Regions from separate parts of the Triticum aestivum genome. Here region 1 is linked to region 2. Evidence: chromatin contacts called from public Hi-C data. All regions are on one chromosome and are shown on one strand. The core of a region is the stretch at or near the end of the contact, and the rest is flanking DNA. Distances in the headings are between cores, read along the strand shown.

Region 1 (3,862 bases), core at 1,019-3,518, 260 kb before region 2:
TTTTAGTTTCTGTGATTATCTGCTCAATAAGATGTCTGACTAATAATCTTGCAAAGATGTCTTGTTTTCTCATTTACCATGTTGCAAGTAAAGTTAGTATAGTACTCACCCTGCGTATGCACTTGTAAACAAGAAATGAGACTGCAGCACCCATCAGTGGAGAAATAAGCCATGACGAAGATACTCTAGCCAAGGAGCTCCAGAAAACTGCATTGACCCCTCCATATACCAGCCCAAAACCAACCATAGCCCCAACAATACAATGGGTAGTTGACACAGGCCAGCCATAAGAGGAAGCAACCTATAATAAATAAAAAAGGGTAATCCAGACAGATGCTTATGAATATATGCTACATTCTCAAGGCTGTAAACTCAAGTGCATTGCTTGTGGATATATTAGATTTGGTGATGATAATTTTTTTTTTTGTAAGCATGCTAATTGCATTGAATTTTCACTGGATTGTATCAATATCAACACTCTGTTGAATAAATAGATGAAACATATTACCTAATAATGCAATTAGTGATCCACTAAAATTTTCTTACTCCAGCATAGTATATTAACTTTGTCTGTTCAGTTCCCCTATTTGTTGTTTCTGTACTTTCCCTAGCTGAAGTAGTTGTTCAAAGTTTAGATAGCAACCTCTGAATTGGAAGTGAGGTGTTGAAGTTTGAACTGATGATCCTGAATCTGCCTATAACTGGATCCTAAAAATCAAAATATAGATCAAAGTTTTCTGATTTCCACATCAACCAGGCTAAAACTAAATGTTGAATTTGAATCTGTCAAGTGCCTTTCCCTTTGCTAGTTTCTTATACTTATCTTAAGATAAATGTTTCTTATGTAATCAGGCTCCCTAGAATCAGAGATAGCATCTACAAGTGCATAGGTTTTTGCTGTTAGATAGGTGAAACTAGTAGTATCATAAATATGCCACTGAAGATATCTTACATCTTCTGCTTTTCTGTAGACGGCAACTGTGAGAATCTTGAATAATTATGTGATGCTAATGGAACCAAGGGACCGCGTCATCTGATTGACATAGTATAACAAACCTCAAAATGGTTATCTGTGATGGAATGTTACCTGCAACCATGTACCAGCAGCAGCGAGGGAGGACAGCAATCCAGCAAAGAGCAGAGAATCATTTCCTTGGAAGACAGATGTGACGAGGATGCCCTTCTGCATGGTGCTGGTGACATGGGTGCCCATAAGGAATGCACCAGAGAACTCTAGCACAGCTGCAGTCAGCACCGCCTGCCGGAGAGTCAAAGCACCAGATCCTACCGACGTCCCCATGGCATTTGCCACATCATTCGCTCCAATGTTCCATGCCATGTAGAATCCTGACAGAAGGGTCAGATATGCCAGCACCTTCATCTTGGTCGTCCCATGGAAGAGCAGTGAGCGCATCGCCAGTGGAACAGTGAGAGCTGCAAATGCAATCACCACAGAGATTGACATGGCCATCCGTGGTGAAATATGGAACGCCTTTGCCATCTCTGACAGCTCGGATCCTCCGCTCCGCTCCCCCGAGGCATCCGAGTTTGCACTGGAGCCATCGTCAGCGTCTGCAAAGGAGGAGAGTGTGGCGCGCGGAAGCACCAGGTGCGAGCTCAGTGTCTTGGCAGGCGACACTTTAGCCAGACGGAAGTACCTTGGGCAGTGAATGGTGGGTGGCAGCTGAGCGGCAGGGCAACGGAGCAGGAGAGCGGCAGCCGCAGCTCGCCCTCCTGCTCCAGCATGTGCTCGGGCAATGGAAAAGAAAGGAGAAGATTGAGACATGGAGTGGCAGAAGCTAAAACCAGGGGGGAGCACCAAGAAGAAAGAGATGAGATGATCAGTGGAGAGCAGGAGAGGAAGGGGGAGCGGTGGCCATAGGAGGGAGCTGTGGATGGAAGCAAGAGCTTGCTTTCTGTGGTGGCCCAGCTTGGGCTGGGAAGGAACGAGTGGTAGGAAGGAACGAGTGGTGGAAGGGGATATCGGCAAGATTCCCGCCTAATCCATAATCTGGGGTTGCAGCGCGCTGCTGGACTGTTTGTATTCTGTTGCATGGATCTCTGGACTGGACCTCCCTCCAATCTGTTTCTTCTCAAGATCCAAATACGTGTCTCTTCCTGTTGTTTTGATTCTCGGCCTGGCCTTTAGCCTGGCACTAGCATCTTCTTAGGGTAGTTGGATTTTGAAGCAAGATATTTCTTCCTCTTCCTTTTGCCGTTTCATGTCTTGTGTCATGCACTGTGTAGAGTAACTGGAACTAGTTTCCCTCTCAGGACATCATGCATTTTTACTGTTCTTGTTGTCACTGTTTTTGTTACTACACACTAGATAATTTCCTGCGCCATAATTGTTACTGATGACAATGTAACAGAGTGTTGTGGAGTGGAGGACATCTCATGGTATTGTTTCCCCTTGCAACCACAGCTGTGGTCCAAGATTCGTGCAGTTCATTTATCGTCAGTCTTGTGGTATGTGCATGAATCTGCATTGTGATTGTGATTTGCTTTTGCCATTTTGTTATAGCAGATGGGATGGTACCGTGCTGCTGGCAAAGGGCCACAGGGAAAATGTAACCACTTTGTGCTCGAGTCTAGACGGCTGTTGAGAGAGGAATTATTGGCGTCCATGTCTCCGAGTCGGAGGCTTCCTTCATACTATCAGCCACGGCGCCGGTGTCATATCCACAGGTCGGCACCCCGCTAGACCATTGCAGCAAAGCCTCCCTGTGCGTTTTTTTCTTGATATTTACAACATTTCTGCAGTATTCTTTTTATTGAGGGGCCGTCACAGTATTTTTTGGTGTGTGCGAAAACATGAAGAAGAAACGTCGCAGTATCTGGGAAAACCAATACGACAACTTCATGCATATTGCAACAAAATAGTCGAGAAAAACTATCGTGTGTCCCGTATCACCTTGTTTCGAGTTCTGAGTTTTGAACAATATAACTTCTTACATGTTGGCCACGGTAATTTGAAAGTGTACTGCGGCCAAAGGATAATTATTGGGTTTACAATTCTAATTACGAACTTCTGGCACTACACATGCATAATACTAGTAAAACTTATTGAAGCCGTGAATTAAGCTAGCACTGAGGTTATCTTCCTCCCGAGAGGGTGGAAATTGTGCCAAAGCTCGACACCAGATCCGGATATGACATGGCGGATTCGTCAAACCCCTTGTTTTGCATCAAGGTGAGCACATCTGTTGGTGTGAGCTCAGGGAGGGGCGTAACACCGGTCAGATAGCGCATGACTTGTCCAATGCCAGGCCTCGCGCTAGCGAGAAGGTGTGAGCACATGAGCGCTAGCGTGAGCACCAGCCCTGCCTGGTCGATGTCGAACTCACCCTGGAGCCTCGCGTCCACCGTCTCCATGAGCGTACCATCACGCCAGTGCTCCAGCACCCAGTCGACGAGCGCTATCTGTCCGCCTTGCGCATTCTCCTTGATGGGTTTCTGTCCGCATGCAACCTCAAGAAGGAATATGCCAAAGGCGAACATATCGGTCAGAGGGGACGCCCTGCCCGTGCGTATGAGCTCCGGAGCCAAGTAACCCATGGTGCCGACCACGTGCGTGGTTTGCGAGTCTGCCCCATGGTCGTACAGCCTTGCTAGCCCAAAGTCACCAAGCTGGGCGTTCATGTCTTTGTCGAGGAGCACGTTGCTGGCCTTGATGTCTCTGTGGATGACAACTTTCTCCCACCTCTCATGCAGATAAAGCAAGCCGGACGCGACATCTTTGACGGTCTGAAACCTCAAAGCCCAATTCAGAGTAGGCTGATCCTCTCTAGTGTTGTATAGATGTTTATCCAGGCTTCCGTTGGGCATGTAGGCGTACACCAAAAGAAGTTCACCTTTTCGA
Region 2 (3,572 bases), core at 301-2,800:
CACTCCTCGTGGAGGTAGAGCAAGCCAGATGCAATCCCTTTGATGATTTGAAACCTCTGAGCCCAGTTGAGAGTCGGCTTGTCGTCCTGATGACCATATAGGTGCTTGTCAAGGCTCCCGTTGGGCATGTGCTCGTACACCAAAAGGAGCTCCCCCTTCCGCCGGCAATAGCCAAGCAACCGCACCAGGTTGCAGTGTTGCAGGCGTCCTAGGCTGACAACCTCTGCGATGAATTCCTTGACGCCCTGTCTGGAGTCATGCGACACCCTCTTCACTGCGATCTCCATATTACAATCTGGAAGCACGCCTCTGTAAACTCGCCCGAAACCCCCTACGCCGAGTAGGTTCTTGCTGTTAAATCCTTGGGTGGCGTGGTGTAGATCCTTGAACGGAAACCTGTGCGGCCCGAACTCGACCTCCCAATCTTCCCGTAGCTCGGTGTACCTTCGTCGCCTGCGCAACAGGAGAACGACGACGGTGCCCAGAGCGAGTACGACCGCTGCAGATGTTATTGGGAGGACGATCTGCAGGACCTTGGACCGAACCTTGGGGATCTCACGGGGCAACGTTGGCAGCTTGGCGATGTCCATGGCCGGAGCAGTAGTGCTGCCCATGCGGAAACTGCAGCCAAGCACGTAGTGCCGCGAGTCGAATGAGCCCGTCGCCGACGAGAACCCCACGTATGCGGTGCTCGTGATCACCGAAGATAAGTTGTAGGTGGCCGACATCAGTGGCCTGGCAGGTTTGGCCACGCCGAGCGGAGCCAAGGCCACGTTGATCCGATTAGTCCCCGCGTCGTAGTCGATCCACACTTGCATCGCCTCGTGGCTTATGAGCGTCAGGTTCTCGAAGCGCTCCTTGTCGCCGCCGACGTAGTAGCCGGCGTTGCTGGATTGCAGCGAGACGAGGCCGTTGATGTCAACGCCCACATGGTTGTCGTTGATGTCACGGAACTCGTCCTGCTGCAAGGTGTCCAGCTCGACGGCGAAGATGCGGTTGCTCTCGTGGCCGTTGTTCTGGACGTTGACAAGGCCCAGGTACTGGCTCGCCAGCGCGGTCGAGAAATCCGTGGTGGGAGCAACGACGAAGACGATACCGTGCGCGCTCATGTCGGGGTAGGCGGAGAGGATGCCGAACACGAACGAAGCGGCGAAGGAGCGCACCGTGCCGTTGGGTAGCTCACGGAAGCGGAGCGGAGTCGGGTGGAAGGCGTGGCCTTTCAACTGGAGCGAGCCGTTGGTCAGCTCGAGGAGGCCGCTTGGCGTGACCGTGGCCGAGCCGTCCAACGTGAGGCCGGCGCCGGCGAAGCCGGAGTACACAAACTGGTCGTCCACCAGGCTGGCTACGAGATCAAGTGCTCCTAGTCCTACGGCTCCGAGCAGGAGGAAGCAGATGAGCTTCATGCGAGACATGAGAGGGTTGTGTTGTACGTCGAGGCCAAGTTGTCGTGGCTGAACTGTACTACTCCTTTCTTCTCTTAACGCGGATGTGGTCTTTTTCTGCGGCACGGTGTGACGGCGTCCATCATATGCGGCTTGGAAGTACGACATGGTGGAATTATCTTCCTAACATTTTCTTTTGCGGCTAAATCTTCCTTATATACAATTAAAAAACAGATGTGACTAGATCTAAAGCCAACTCTCAGTTAAATGACAAAACATATAACAAAATAAAATAAAATTATACACATGTCTCCACATAAGATCTTACAAATATAGCATCGATTGACACTTCTTAAGTCTCAGTCGACTGAGATTTAGCAATCTCAATTAAAAAATACACGGTTTTGCTAATTGTTAGCTAGCTGAGGCTGAGATCTGTGCGTGTACAGCTTTTTTAGGTTCGTGTACATTTATCTCATTCTCCTGTCGTGTTTTTTTTCTTTTTTTGAGTGAGCAAAGCCAGACTGGGCATTTGTGTAGTAGTTTTTCTTTTTCATTGCCCTTTACAACAAGTTTGGACTTTACAGCGCTAAATCTCTTTTAGATCAAAATCACTAATTAACACTGAAAAAATAGCGCGCTATAGCGTCTTTAATAGCACGCTATAGAGTGTAGAGAATTGTTTCGCTAAATTAATTAATGTGCAATGTCTCGTCAATAGCACGCTATAACGCGCCAATAGCATATTTTCAGGGACGACGCTATGTTGTATAGCGCGCTATTTTTTCATTGCTAATTAAGGGGTATCCCTTGCAAAGATCACTTCCAAATTATAATAAATGGCGCATTGCATGTGCGCCACTTGTCGCAACTATGGAGTTTTCCTTTTTATTAGATTCGTTTATTCCAAATATTTGTCTCTTAAACCCTGCATCCAAATCGCGAAACGTTTTATCGTCGGATTTCTTGCACCAAGATCTTCGACACTGGAACCCATGCTAATAGGCTTTGACAAACTTTTTCTTAAAGAAAATCGAGAAACAAAAGTAAGAGGAAAAACAAGCCGGAAGCCAATTTTTTCTCACTTTTTCTATTTTTGAGAGACACAGTAGTGCCTTTCGCGGAAGCAAATTTATGCCTCTCGCAGAAGGAAAAACGTGATTTTTTTTCTCTTTTCGAAGAGGCATAACTGTGCCTCTCGTAGAAGCAAACCTGTGCCCCCACGATAAGCAAATGTGTGCCTCTAGTGGAAGAAAAACCGTGTTTTTTTCCCATGAGGCACTCGTGGAAGATAGGGATGGCAATGGGGACAATTCCCTATGGGGATACCTACAACATACCCATCCCCATCTATTCCCTATCATCCCATCCCCATCCCCGTTTACATGACTGGGGATGAAATTTCCCCATACCCATGCCCCACTGCGGAACGGGGCCCCATAAACAAATACTCATATACATAATATGATACCCTATAATCAACATACATAAATGGTGTTGTCCTTGTCCTGCTAATGCCTATCTAGGTCGTACTTACTTCTTGGTCATGGTGGCAGCTGAGGTGAGGATGTGAGATAGGTTTAAGGTTTTTTTCAGAGGTTTTTTTTTGTTTTCGCAAGTTTGTTTGGTTTTTTTCGACCGTGAACAGTAGGAAAGGCTCCTACTGTGTTAATATATTAAAATAACGGGCACTATACGGGGGTGAGTATTTACATGGGGGGAGGGGGGAGTGGATGCTTGATCACTTTGGATCAAGCAGAAAAGTAGCAAAATAAGATCTAAGGCTTAGGGTAGTGAGTTTACAAAGTTGAGTACAAAGGACTTGTGGTCCTCTTTGACCCTGTGTTGAAGGAGCTGAAAGTCTTTCTTGAATCTGCCTAACCAGGAGCTGAAGGAAGGATCTATAGCTCTGAAGTGTTTGTTGTTTCTTTCCTTCCAGATACTCCACGCTGCCACAGCAAATTTCTGTAGCATAGGTGTAGGGTGGGAGGCTTTCTGATCCTCAATGGCTTGAAGGCGACCAGAAAAAGGTTCCCAGTTTATGTCCAGAGCGTGCCAACAGTGCTTACTGAAGTTGCAAGTGAAGATCATGTGCTCAACTGTTTCTTCTATGTTAAGCCCACAAAGTAGACAATTATGATCATCTCCTATGTTGTAATGACGTCTCTTGAGCATATTACGGGTGTTGAG

What was found. A called contact is a pair of places that touch in the nucleus more often than the background predicts.
Region 1: a Hi-C map of leaf shows a contact between it and region 2, with 4 times the contacts expected there. The contact joins the promoter of LOC543106 here to the promoter of LOC123141488 in region 2. A contact is called at or near these places in 5 of 5 Hi-C or Micro-C datasets (leaf, root and an unstated tissue) and 1 of 1 datasets of contacts at active chromatin or transcription factors (leaf).

The regions. Positions count from the first base shown.
Region 1 is chr6D:286,220,341-286,224,202 of IWGSC CS RefSeq v2.1, reverse strand. LOC543106 (inorganic phosphate transporter 2-1, chloroplastic) reads right to left here and starts at 2,268. Exons shown (of 3, transcript XM_044563890.1): 1 at 1,088-2,268; 2 at 110-301. The coding sequence starts at 1,786. LOC123144682 (L-type lectin-domain containing receptor kinase SIT2) reads right to left here. Exons shown (of 1, transcript XM_044563889.1): 1 at 2,881-3,862. The coding sequence ends at 3,097.
Region 2 is chr6D:285,956,347-285,959,918 of IWGSC CS RefSeq v2.1, reverse strand. LOC123141488 (L-type lectin-domain containing receptor kinase SIT2) reads right to left here and starts at 1,550. Exons shown (of 1, transcript XM_044560614.1): 1 at 1-1,550. The coding sequence starts at 1,550.